Regions from separate parts of the Anas platyrhynchos genome. Here region 2 is linked to region 1. The links are chromatin contacts, called in public Hi-C maps. All regions are on one chromosome and are shown on one strand. The core of a region is the stretch at or near the end of the contact, and the rest is flanking DNA. Distances in the headings are between cores, read along the strand shown.

Region 1 (5,004 bases), core at 900-3,399:
AACAGCACACTTGCATTCATGTTAGCAGCTTAATTATGCATCAATTACATGGGAGAATTTTAAACCAGATTTGCTGATCCTTTTGTTTCACGGATTTGACTAAAACATTCTGTTTATTTTGGTATCACTTTCACAGCTGGCATGACTGATTTATCTGATGACTAATTTATTTGACTCCAGCCCGAGATATGCTGCCAACACTTCAACAAAGGGCTCCTTTGGACAGGGTTTATATTGTCTCAGTGCATTCCTATTAAATGCTTTATGAAAATGTCCATTGATTCCCCTGAGTGGCCTGCCAACTATATGGCTTTAAACAACTTCACCAGCCTTGATTAACCTTTTGGCCCACGGTAACTACTCCTCCACTGTCCTGGTATCATTCTTTCAAGAAGGATGGCGTTATTTCTGCGTGATGAAAACAAGCTGTGAGAGCCTGGGAGACAGCTTGAGTTTGAGTATGCACATGCGCGCACACAGCATGTTTTATGTAAGGCCATTCCGAAGAATAGGTGGCAGGCTTAGTTTCTGAAATAGCTGCTGTTCTCTGGCATGAGGGAGACCCAGGCTGCCAGCAAATGCCTGTCAGAGGCTTGTTTTCCATACTCATGCCCATCACCACAAGATGGCTAGAGAAGAACGTGGATTTCGCATCCTAGCTGTGTGGAAAAAGAGACAGTGACACACACTTTGCACATCAAGGATAGTTTGGGTCCTGCTCAGTTAAAGGTCTACTCAGTGAAGACCGAATACTGAGGGATGGAAAGGGGGTCCTCAATTTGAGGGGGCATTTTAAGGGCTGCACTACTGTACCCCTGCAGCAGCTCGGGGCGAAGTCTTGCTTCCTTCGAGCAGTCTGCCTGCGACAAGGGAGGGATGTGAAATGTGCAAAAGGTATTGCAGCAGGAAAGGAGGAAATTGCACTTTTGTTTGGACTGAAAGGTGTGGGCACGAATTACATCCACCGGATCTGAGGTAGGGTAGGATTCACCAGCAGGTATCTGCTGAGTCAGGGTGGGAATCAGTCGAATTCAAGTGCCTGAAGAAGCAGGAGAATATTTCCTCGACAGGGAAAAGGGAGAAATATGGGACCTACACCATTCAAGATTATTTATGAGTGAATCTTTGTTCTGTACACAAGATAGTAATCTCATGGCAAATCTCAGCTGTTATAGAGGACATTAAGCTTATTTGAAGCATTGCCTCTCCCTGCCAGCCTTGTTTGACTCTTCCGAGAGCTGGCCATTAGCTGGATGTTTTTGTTCAGATCCTAATCTACATGCTGTTTATATTTGATACAAGGAAGATACGTACAGCTTGAGTACTTCAAGCGTTTTGGCCTGTATTGCCTCCCTGTCTCCTCCAGTTCAGGCTGCTTCAGATACATTAGAAGAATATTTTTTGGCAATGAAAATAGCACAGAGAAATGACATAGGATAAATGTGAGTGTGCTGCCTTTGCTCAGGGCTGCAGATTACTCAGCAATATCTAGGCCAAGTCAAAGGAACAAGTATGTTACACAGAACTATGTGCTCTACAAGCACAGGGGAAAAAGCCTACCCTGAATTCAGACAAAAAGTAGGAAGTGTACATAAAGAAAGTGCAGGAGGATTTAATATTATTAACCAACCTTTGCAGACCAGAAGTCCACCGAAAGACCTCTGTAGACCAAGGGCTACCAACAAGTGGACCTTAGATAACTGATAAATCATCTTTTCTGAACTAAAGCTTTCCAGCTAAGCAGGCTGCAAATGGGAGTCAGAGAGGGAAGAGGAAAGGACATTGCACTTCTGGTGACTTAAACAGACCACAGGGTACAAGGTTGAACTGGTTCAGGTAACCACAGGGTAACAAAATTAAGCTAAGGGTTAGATCTAGTCTGCTTGTAGACAGATGAAAAGGGACAGTTGGTTTTAGGGTACAATGCTGAAATTGATCATCATCTTCATAGCAACTCAGGCCCACCACTTCCTGTGGCATTGCCACTGGATAAGGGGAACTGATTCTTTTCATCCTGTTTGCAGCCACTTTTTACGTATTTGAAGGTTATTTTCGTGCCTACACTCGGTTTAATCTTCTTTAGAGTAAACAATCTTAACTCTTCCAGTCTTTCTTCATAGGTCATGTTTTGTAAACCTTAGCGATTCTGGTTGCTCTTATCTGTGTTATTTCCAAGTGCTCTGCAGCGTGCTTTAAGTGTAGTACCCAAACTGGACACAGTACTGCAGCAGAGGCTCCTGCCTGGGAGCAGAAACACTCTCACATTGTAGACACAGGCAGGCTCTTGCATTTTGATTTGTTTTATTTTATTTTAATTTAATTTTGCAACAGCGTACTATCTATATGACATGCTTTGCCTGACTCCTAACTGAGATGCCCCTGGATATTGGAGTAATCCCTGTTGGTCCAGCTACACAGAACCAAGAGCTAGCCAGAAGCAGGTGGGATTGTTTTTAGTGCTGAGTTTCCATTAAGTTGTTTAGAGAGAAGAAGGTTCATAATTTGAGGTAGAGAAAGGGTTAGATTATACAAACGTTATTTGAGCAACTGCGCTGGGTCAGACATAAGGCTGAACTGATTTACGAGCCTGTCTTTGCTAGTGGCATGAAGGAGACAGTAAGACTGCAAAGATGTTGAGAGAAGAAGAAAAAAAAAGAAACAGGTCCATTTAGAAAATATTGCTATTGGTAGAACTGAGTGAAAGCAGATGTAACCCAGTGAACTTCAGACCTTAAAATAATGCTATTTCTTTCACTTACTGAGAAAAATGAGCAATGCCAGTGAGAAAATCTCTGGCTCTAAAAATCACTTCGCATGACTCATGTATAATAGAAATGAGTGTTTGGAAACAGACTTTTCCTTGTCATTCCTTCTTCTTTTAAAGCAATAACCAAGTGCTAAAAGACTTTTATTTTCTAGTTCTTCTCCCTCTTCAACATTCTTTGGGTTGAAATCTACAAGTTTTTGGAAACGATCTAATTTCTTCTGGTCAAGTGGTTAGCTTTTGCTGAGATTGCAGAGAGCTTGGCCCAATCTCTCCCATATTGACGGTGGGGGCAAAAATGTCACCAGCAGCTCAGGGCAGAGCCTTTGCACCTCACAGGCTCGCTTTTTGCTTTCCAGTAGCTTGTCTGCATGTTACCAGCTAAGAGCAGTGGGGAAGGAGGAGCGGTGATCTGAGTACATGTCCTTGCTAAGACTTCTGCCTCCAGCCTTCCTCCAGACATGATCTCTGCCCTGAGCCCAGGCCAACTCCTCTGCTGTGCTTAGACAGCTCCTCTGGCACCAGCCTGGAGGGGGTGAATGTCCTGGAAATGGTCATGCAGTGCAGGACTTCCTATCTCAGGTGTATCATCACACCCACTGAGCTGAAATCCTGCACCCACAGCGTCAGGGACCCTAAGCACACTGGGGCCCATGTTGGTGCTACTTTGGGGGTGCCTATAAAGGGCTTGCTCGTGGTGGCTAGACACCCTGCAGCAGCCGTGACTGGGGCTCTGCTCTTTCTTCAGACAAAGCTACTGACCTTTTTTGTTTCCAGTGCCTCCTAATGATCTGCTTCCATTAAGCTGATGTATTTTGGGTGGCTGTGGTCTCTTTGCTTTGTCAAGAGCTCCCTCCCTGCCCTCTGGCCCAGCAGTTCCACACTGGGCTGGCTTCCCTCGGCTGCAAGTGTTTTATCTCCTTGCAAATTGTTCCCAAGAATGAGGAGTGGGGCGAGTCTGGAGATGTACTTGCACACTCAGATCTTGCTGGTTGATTGCAAATCCTAGCAGATGGCTGAGAAAACCCGGCTGTGCCTTCATCTGCCCTGGGACTTCCCCTAAGCCTCCCCAGTAACCTCAGCAAGCACCACGCTGCACCGCAGCTAGCGAGTGACCTGAGAAAGTGATCAAACATTTGCATATTACTGCAAACATAAAAATAATAATAAAAACCTGTGGGACGTGTGATGGTGTGGTGTCTCTCTTATCAACAGGCTCCACAAAAGCTCCTTCTTTTGTTTATAAGGAACTACAGACCAGAGATGTCTGCTTCTGCAGACAGGAAGGGTGAGGGGGGGGGAAACACCCCCACTTGTTTTCTGCTTTGAGTGAAAACATTTCTCTGAACCAAAGAAGGTAGCGAAGCTGCTTGGCAAACAGGCTTGTGTTAAGTACCTTGGCTGGAAATGTTTCCGCGTGTTCCTGTGCTGCAAGGCGTGACAGCGCCCGGCTCCCTGCGTGCTGAGGGGAAGGACTCCCCACCACACGCAGCCGGCCCCCTCACAGCCCACCACGCCACAGGTTTGAGTTCACCCAGGGGTGGTAGCCTCTGTCTGTGAGGAAGGACGCTGTTTCTGACCATCTGTGTCTCCTGCTGTTTGTCTCCCTGAGCATACCGAGCACAGCCCCTCAGGGGGGTCACCAGCACCAGACAGGGTAAGAGAGCTTCACCCCTAGAAGTGAGTTAGAGGAACCACAGGCTGGGATATGGGTATGGTCTGTGGTGGTCTGGGCTTCCTCTGTGGCTTGCTATCAAGGTAAGAAAGGACAGGGGGCAATGAAAAGCCTGAGGTGCTGTCAAAAAGCATGACAGAGCTGTGGGGAGTACCTGGGCGCCACGGCAAAACTGGGCTCCAAAATCGTGAAGCCAAGGCCAAAGCACGGCTGTGGCAGTGCAGAAGATCCTAATGCGGAGACCCAAACGGCCATCGCCCTTTTAGAGGTGAGTCCTCTCTTGTATCACAGTCAGGAAAGTGACTGAGAGGCACAGGGAAGCACAAGCACATGTGGAGAAGCACGACCCTTTTGCTTTCTGCCGTACCCCGGCACTGATCGTCACCATCTCCAACCACGCTGCCGTGGGTGAAGGCCGTATGCAGCCTCCTGCTGCTCTAGGAACACACGCTTACAGCTGTAGATTATTTCTTTGCCCTTGGCTACCTCAGCTTGGACCCCAGCTGGGCTCCCTGTGGCTCCTGGAGGATTTACCCCTCTCAGATACCTAACAGAGGCCTGTCCT
Region 2 (5,004 bases), core at 1,087-3,586, 72 kb after region 1:
CTTGTAACTGTTATCCATGAAAAATTTCTTTTTTTTTATTTCTATGTGCTTCAGAGATCTTGTTATTGAGCAGGTTGCTGGTAGAGTTCCACAGTACTGTTACGCTGTGAAATCTGCACTTCTGCGTGATCTCTGGGATAGTTAGCTCTTAGAGGTGCATTGTCTGAATGGGTTTTGCATTGCTTTGGAATTCCTTTATCGGTGTGTTTATTTTTTCATCAATAACATTTTGTATGCTGCTTAGAAAAACATGTGTTTGGCTTCCTTTCTCATTCCCAGTCTCACATCAGTAACCCGACCTTTTCTTTTATTGCAGAACTTCCTGATACTTGATGAGGTCTCACACTTCAAGCCCCAGCTGCATGGTAGTAATGACAATGTCATTCTTCATGTTCAGGACTTGACTTGCTATTGGGATAAGGTAAACTTCTACTAAATGTTAAGGGCGTACTGGTGCTGCAGGCATGTTGAGCCTACAAAGCAGTATGTCTCTGTATGGTGCGCTGTTGCTTTGTATTGGTGCAGGAGAAACCTTTTAGTATGTTAAACTACCTCTGTTGAATAGATTTAAAACACTATCAAGTGCATCTTAGAAGTAGCTGCTCTTGAATTTTATACTAAATGAAAATCTGTACGTTTCTATGGGAAAATATCTCATTTAACAGCATCATACTGCAGCTTAGATGTTTACATTGGAATTAAGGACAGACAGCACAGTACAGCAGGCCTTAGTGTATGATGTTTTTTGTTGTTTTTTTCTTGTGAACTGAACGCTGACTGGTTCGTTAGTGTAGGAGCAGTACAATATTATACTTCATGTAACAGATTTGAAAGCTTTAGGGACGAATCTCCAAGAACTTGTTACTCTGTGTGTTTTAATTGAGGTTGTTCAGCTGCAAATTGCTCGTTCTTAAAATATGCCAAAGCCACCAAAATGACTAGAAAAGGGACAATACGGAGGTGATACATCTGTTATGTATCCTTTTCTCCAAGAGAGGCAAGTGTTGATTCTGTTTTTTAAAAATACAGTTGTTACGAGAAGCAGCAATTTGTGGTGAGTTGCTGGAGTTATTATGAGCTGCCAGTGTCCTTGCACAAGGGAAGCTTCAGTCTCCATCAGAAATGCTGGAAGCTCTAAAAATGAGTTTTGCATATAAATGTAATGCAAATAAGACATCTCACGGATCTCCCCTTATACACCCTCCTCCCCTCACATGTGCTGTGTCCCAAGGAAGATAAAGTGTGAAAATATATGAGAGGATCCACCTTACAATACTACTCAGCTATAAAACTAAATTGCTACGTTATTATGCTTTACTTTCTCAGAGCTTCTCTGTGACATGAATTCTTTCAGAGACATTGACCAAACTTTTTAATTAAGTGACGTGGAATATTTAATAGTGAATGCAGTCTGGTGCAGGGTGGAATGTATTTCTCAGCCTTTGTTTTCTCCCCAAACCAATATTATACCACTGCTAACAATCTATAGGAAATGGTTGCATAATATGTCCGTAGAACACCTTTGGGTTTTTCAGGAGTTATTTATATTAGGAGAAGTTGAATAGCATGACCGGAATTAACTAGATTCCTTTTGGTTTAAAAAAAGAAAAGAAAACTTAATGTAATTTTCATTTTGATATTTAAGTGAAATGTGCATAGCAGAAGAATAGTTCTCCCGGAACTATACCAGCAGTTCAGAACATTTCTCTTACACGCTTCTACAATAAGGCAAAATAATTTTATGGAGTTGCTGACTGAAAAGATGGGAGAGTTCTGTGAGAGGCAAGTTATGAAAGGAATAATAAAAATATGCTATACTTTGTCAAGTAACCAATTCAGCCTGCTGCTACTGTATCTGGGTTTCTCATGACTCTTTGGCTCTCTGTATAGCAACATCCAAAAGATTGGATTATATTTTTATTTTATTTTTAAAGATTATGAGTCCAAATAGGTACTTAAAAACAAAACAAAACAAAAAAATCCACAACAACCCACAAATCCAAAATCACTGGAAGTAAAAAAGGGATTATTAGATAGAGTTTTAGGAAAACAACTTAACATGGTGTATTACAGTTTATCAAAAGATAAATAAAACCAATTAATTCACGGTCACACTCTTGTTTTACCGAGGCAAGTCTTATCTGAGTTCCACAGGCTGGTCTGATAGCAGCATGGAACTGGGGACTCTTCAATACGGGGTTTTTCCTGACGTGCCTTTAGTTTACAGAACAGTCTGTGTGCTCAGCTGAAAAACTTGAAAATTCAGGAATTTGAACAGAGGCCAAATGTATCCCTTGTAATTTTAGTTGCTCAAATGAAGAGCTTAAGCAGTGTAGTACTTCTGTGTAATAGATCAGCTCTGAAGCCCTTAGATGGGATGAATTACTTCTTTCATTTGGCCGCAGGGTGTGAGGTCTGCCCAGGCTCACTGAAGGAGTTGCTGCTGCTGAAGGGATCAGTCCCGTATCTTTCTGTCCTCCCGCTCTGTGCCCCTGTTCCCTGCCTTGTGTTGGCGATGATGTGTGACCCCATGGTGAGGCTCTTCACAGGGATAAAGCAATGAAACCCTTTTTGTCTGATTTGTTTTCTGACAGCCGAGTCCCGTGAACAACAACACATCTGCAAGGTCAGGCCAGGAGAAGCAGCAGCAGAAGGGAGGTGACAGACGTGTAGCTGACAGGGCGCAGGGGAGCTGGGACATTTGGTGACAATTAGCTGTCAGGTGAACTTAGCTGTAACATCAGTCTGGGCTCTAATTTTAGTGCCTCGCTGCCTAAAAATAGAACAAACTGCCTTTAATTATGGAGTGCTATTTTGCAGAAATACCATGCCCTCATGGCTGTGCTTTTTGCTTGCATTACTGCTTCTCTGTAGGGTCTGTGACATCTTAGAGTACTGCTTTAATATATAATAACTTGGTAATTTAAAAACTTCTATTTTGATGTTTTTCTAACATTATTCGTAGGATCTTACAGTATTTTGTTTTGAAAACCTTGGCATGGGTGGAAGTCCCATTGCTCTCTTGTGAATACAGAAACAACATCAAGAGGTCTGAAGAGGGGCTGTGGAGGGGTGTGTGGAACAGCTTATTTACTTTTCTAAGTACTTTCTTCTAAGTAAAATCGATTTTTCAGATCTATTTATTAAAAGATAATTCCTCATCCTACAAACCTTGCATTAAAAAATGCGTTGGCTGCCACCAGCTAGTGGAATTCTGACCTTACCTCCAGTTCAGTACCTGAACCGTGCCTGTGCGTGCACTCTAGGCTGAGAAAGCACATTCATGGCAAAATGCTGATGGTGTGGAGAAAAAAGAAAAGATCCCTGTTGCTGCCACCTCGTGGGGATAACAGCAGCAACAACAGTAGGTGTGCGGGGTGGCACAGCACACACAGGTTTGGGTTCTTGCTGCGTGACTCTGATTTCATACAGAGAGCTGGCAGCTGTGACGGGATGTGTGCCACTGGGCTCTGAGGACCCTCCTGCTTCACCGAGCATTTCTCCTGGCCTGAGGAGGCACGTGTGTGTCAGTCCAGCTGTCACAGGTGGGATGGATACCGCACCTACGTCTCTCCCAGATCATTTGGAGCAGCTAGTTGCAAGTTTCCCCTTTGGGCAGTCCCAGAGCTGGGTCACCGGGCAGCTTCCTTGCAGGGACAGGTGACAGCCTTCTCAGCCTCCCGCATGTCAGAGGGTGGCTGGAGACTTTAAGCAGCCTGTCAGTAGCTTGGAGGGGCCATTGTGCCCTTCTTCTGAATTTTAGGGCTGGGCTTTAATGTGGTTGTTTAATAGAAATACTAGCAATATCCAGCGCTTTTTTTTTTTTTTTTTTTTAATGCTAGTATTTTGCTGTTTGCATTTTAGTGTCAGTCACGCTTAGGGCAGCCTCAGATGCATGTAAGGGCAAACCCTGTTACAAGGGATTTTTGCTTTAGTGAGGGGGAGCTGCACCAGACCCTTAGCTATGAGGTTTACAGTAGCTATTAAAGACATGAGGATCCTTCCTTTTCATAAGAAATAAAGGGGATGAGGAGGGGGTGCCACCGTCTGTCAATGACCAGCTGCATGGAGCTCCACCTGGGGGTAGATGAGGAGCTGGCAGGATTTGTGTGTCAGGATTAAAGGGAGGGCTGGGACGGGTGATGTTAGAGTGGGGGTCTGCTACAGGACACTCACCAGGAAGACTGAACAAGTGAGATCCTCTACAGACTGATAGGAGCAGCCTCATGTTCTCATAAGCTCTGGTCCTCATAGAGGAGGACTTCAACCACCCTGATATCTGTTGGAGGGACAACACAACAGGGCATAAGCAAACCAGAAAGTTCCTGGAGCGTGTCAGTGTTAACTTCTTTCTCCACATGGTTGAGGAGCAAATGAAAGCAGGTGCTATGCTGGTCATCATCCTAGCCAACAAGAAGGGACAGGTGGGGAATGTGGAGCTCAAGGGCAGCCTTGGCTGCAGTGATAGGTACATCACTGATAAACGAGCAACTGATGTCATCTATCTACCTGGACTTGTGCAAAGGATTTGAAACTGTCCCACGTGACATCCTTGTTTCTAAGTTGGAGAGACATGGATTAGAAGAATGGACCACTCAGTGGATAAGGAATTTTCTGGATGGTCACACTCAAAGAGCTGTGATCAATGGCTGGATGTCCAGGTGGAGACTAGTGACAAGTGGTCTTCCTCAGAAGTCAGTACTGAGGCCTGGTGCTGTTCAACATCTTTGTTGGTGAGCTGGGCAGAGGGATTGAGTGTGCCCTCAGCGGGTTTGCCGGTGACACCAAGCTGAGTGGCGCGGTCAGTAAGCTGGAGGGAAGGGATGCCATCCAGAGGGACCTGGACAGGCTTGAGAGGTGGGCCTGTGTGAGCCTCCTGAGGTTCAACAAGGCCAAGTGCAAGGTCCTGCACCTGGGCTGAGGCAATCCCAAAAATGTATACAGGCTGGGTGATGAGTGGATTGAGAGCAGCCCTCAGGAGAAGGACTTGAGGGTGTTGGTTGA

Evidence for each region. Hi-C and Micro-C count contacts between places; a contact is called where the count stands out from the background.
Region 2: a Hi-C map of F5 follicle shows a contact between it and region 1, with 2.5 times the contacts expected there. The contact joins two enhancer-like sites. A contact is called at or near these places in 5 of 8 Hi-C or Micro-C datasets (F5 follicle, skeletal muscle, small yellow follicle and 1 more).

The regions. Positions count from the first base shown.
Region 1 is chr1:153,785,227-153,790,230 of IASCAAS_PekinDuck_T2T, forward strand. The region is part of intron 1 of CLDN10 (claudin 10); the gene reads right to left. Among named protein-coding and RNA genes, the nearest start is that of CLDN10, 12 kb to the right of the region's middle. Within about 2 kb of position 2,150, at least 3 of the 8 cell types and tissues checked have an H3K27ac peak or open chromatin away from gene starts, as enhancers often do. A contact at or near this core is called in F5 follicle, where this site is marked.
Region 2 is chr1:153,857,320-153,862,323 of IASCAAS_PekinDuck_T2T, forward strand. It overlaps ABCC4 (ATP binding cassette subfamily C member 4 (PEL blood group)), which reads left to right. Exons shown (of 31, transcript XM_027443227.3): 9 at 317-421. Among named protein-coding and RNA genes, the nearest start is that of ABCC4, 30 kb to the left of the region's middle. Within about 2 kb of position 2,337, at least 2 of the 8 cell types and tissues checked have an H3K27ac peak or open chromatin away from gene starts, as enhancers often do. A contact at or near this core is called in F5 follicle, where this site is marked.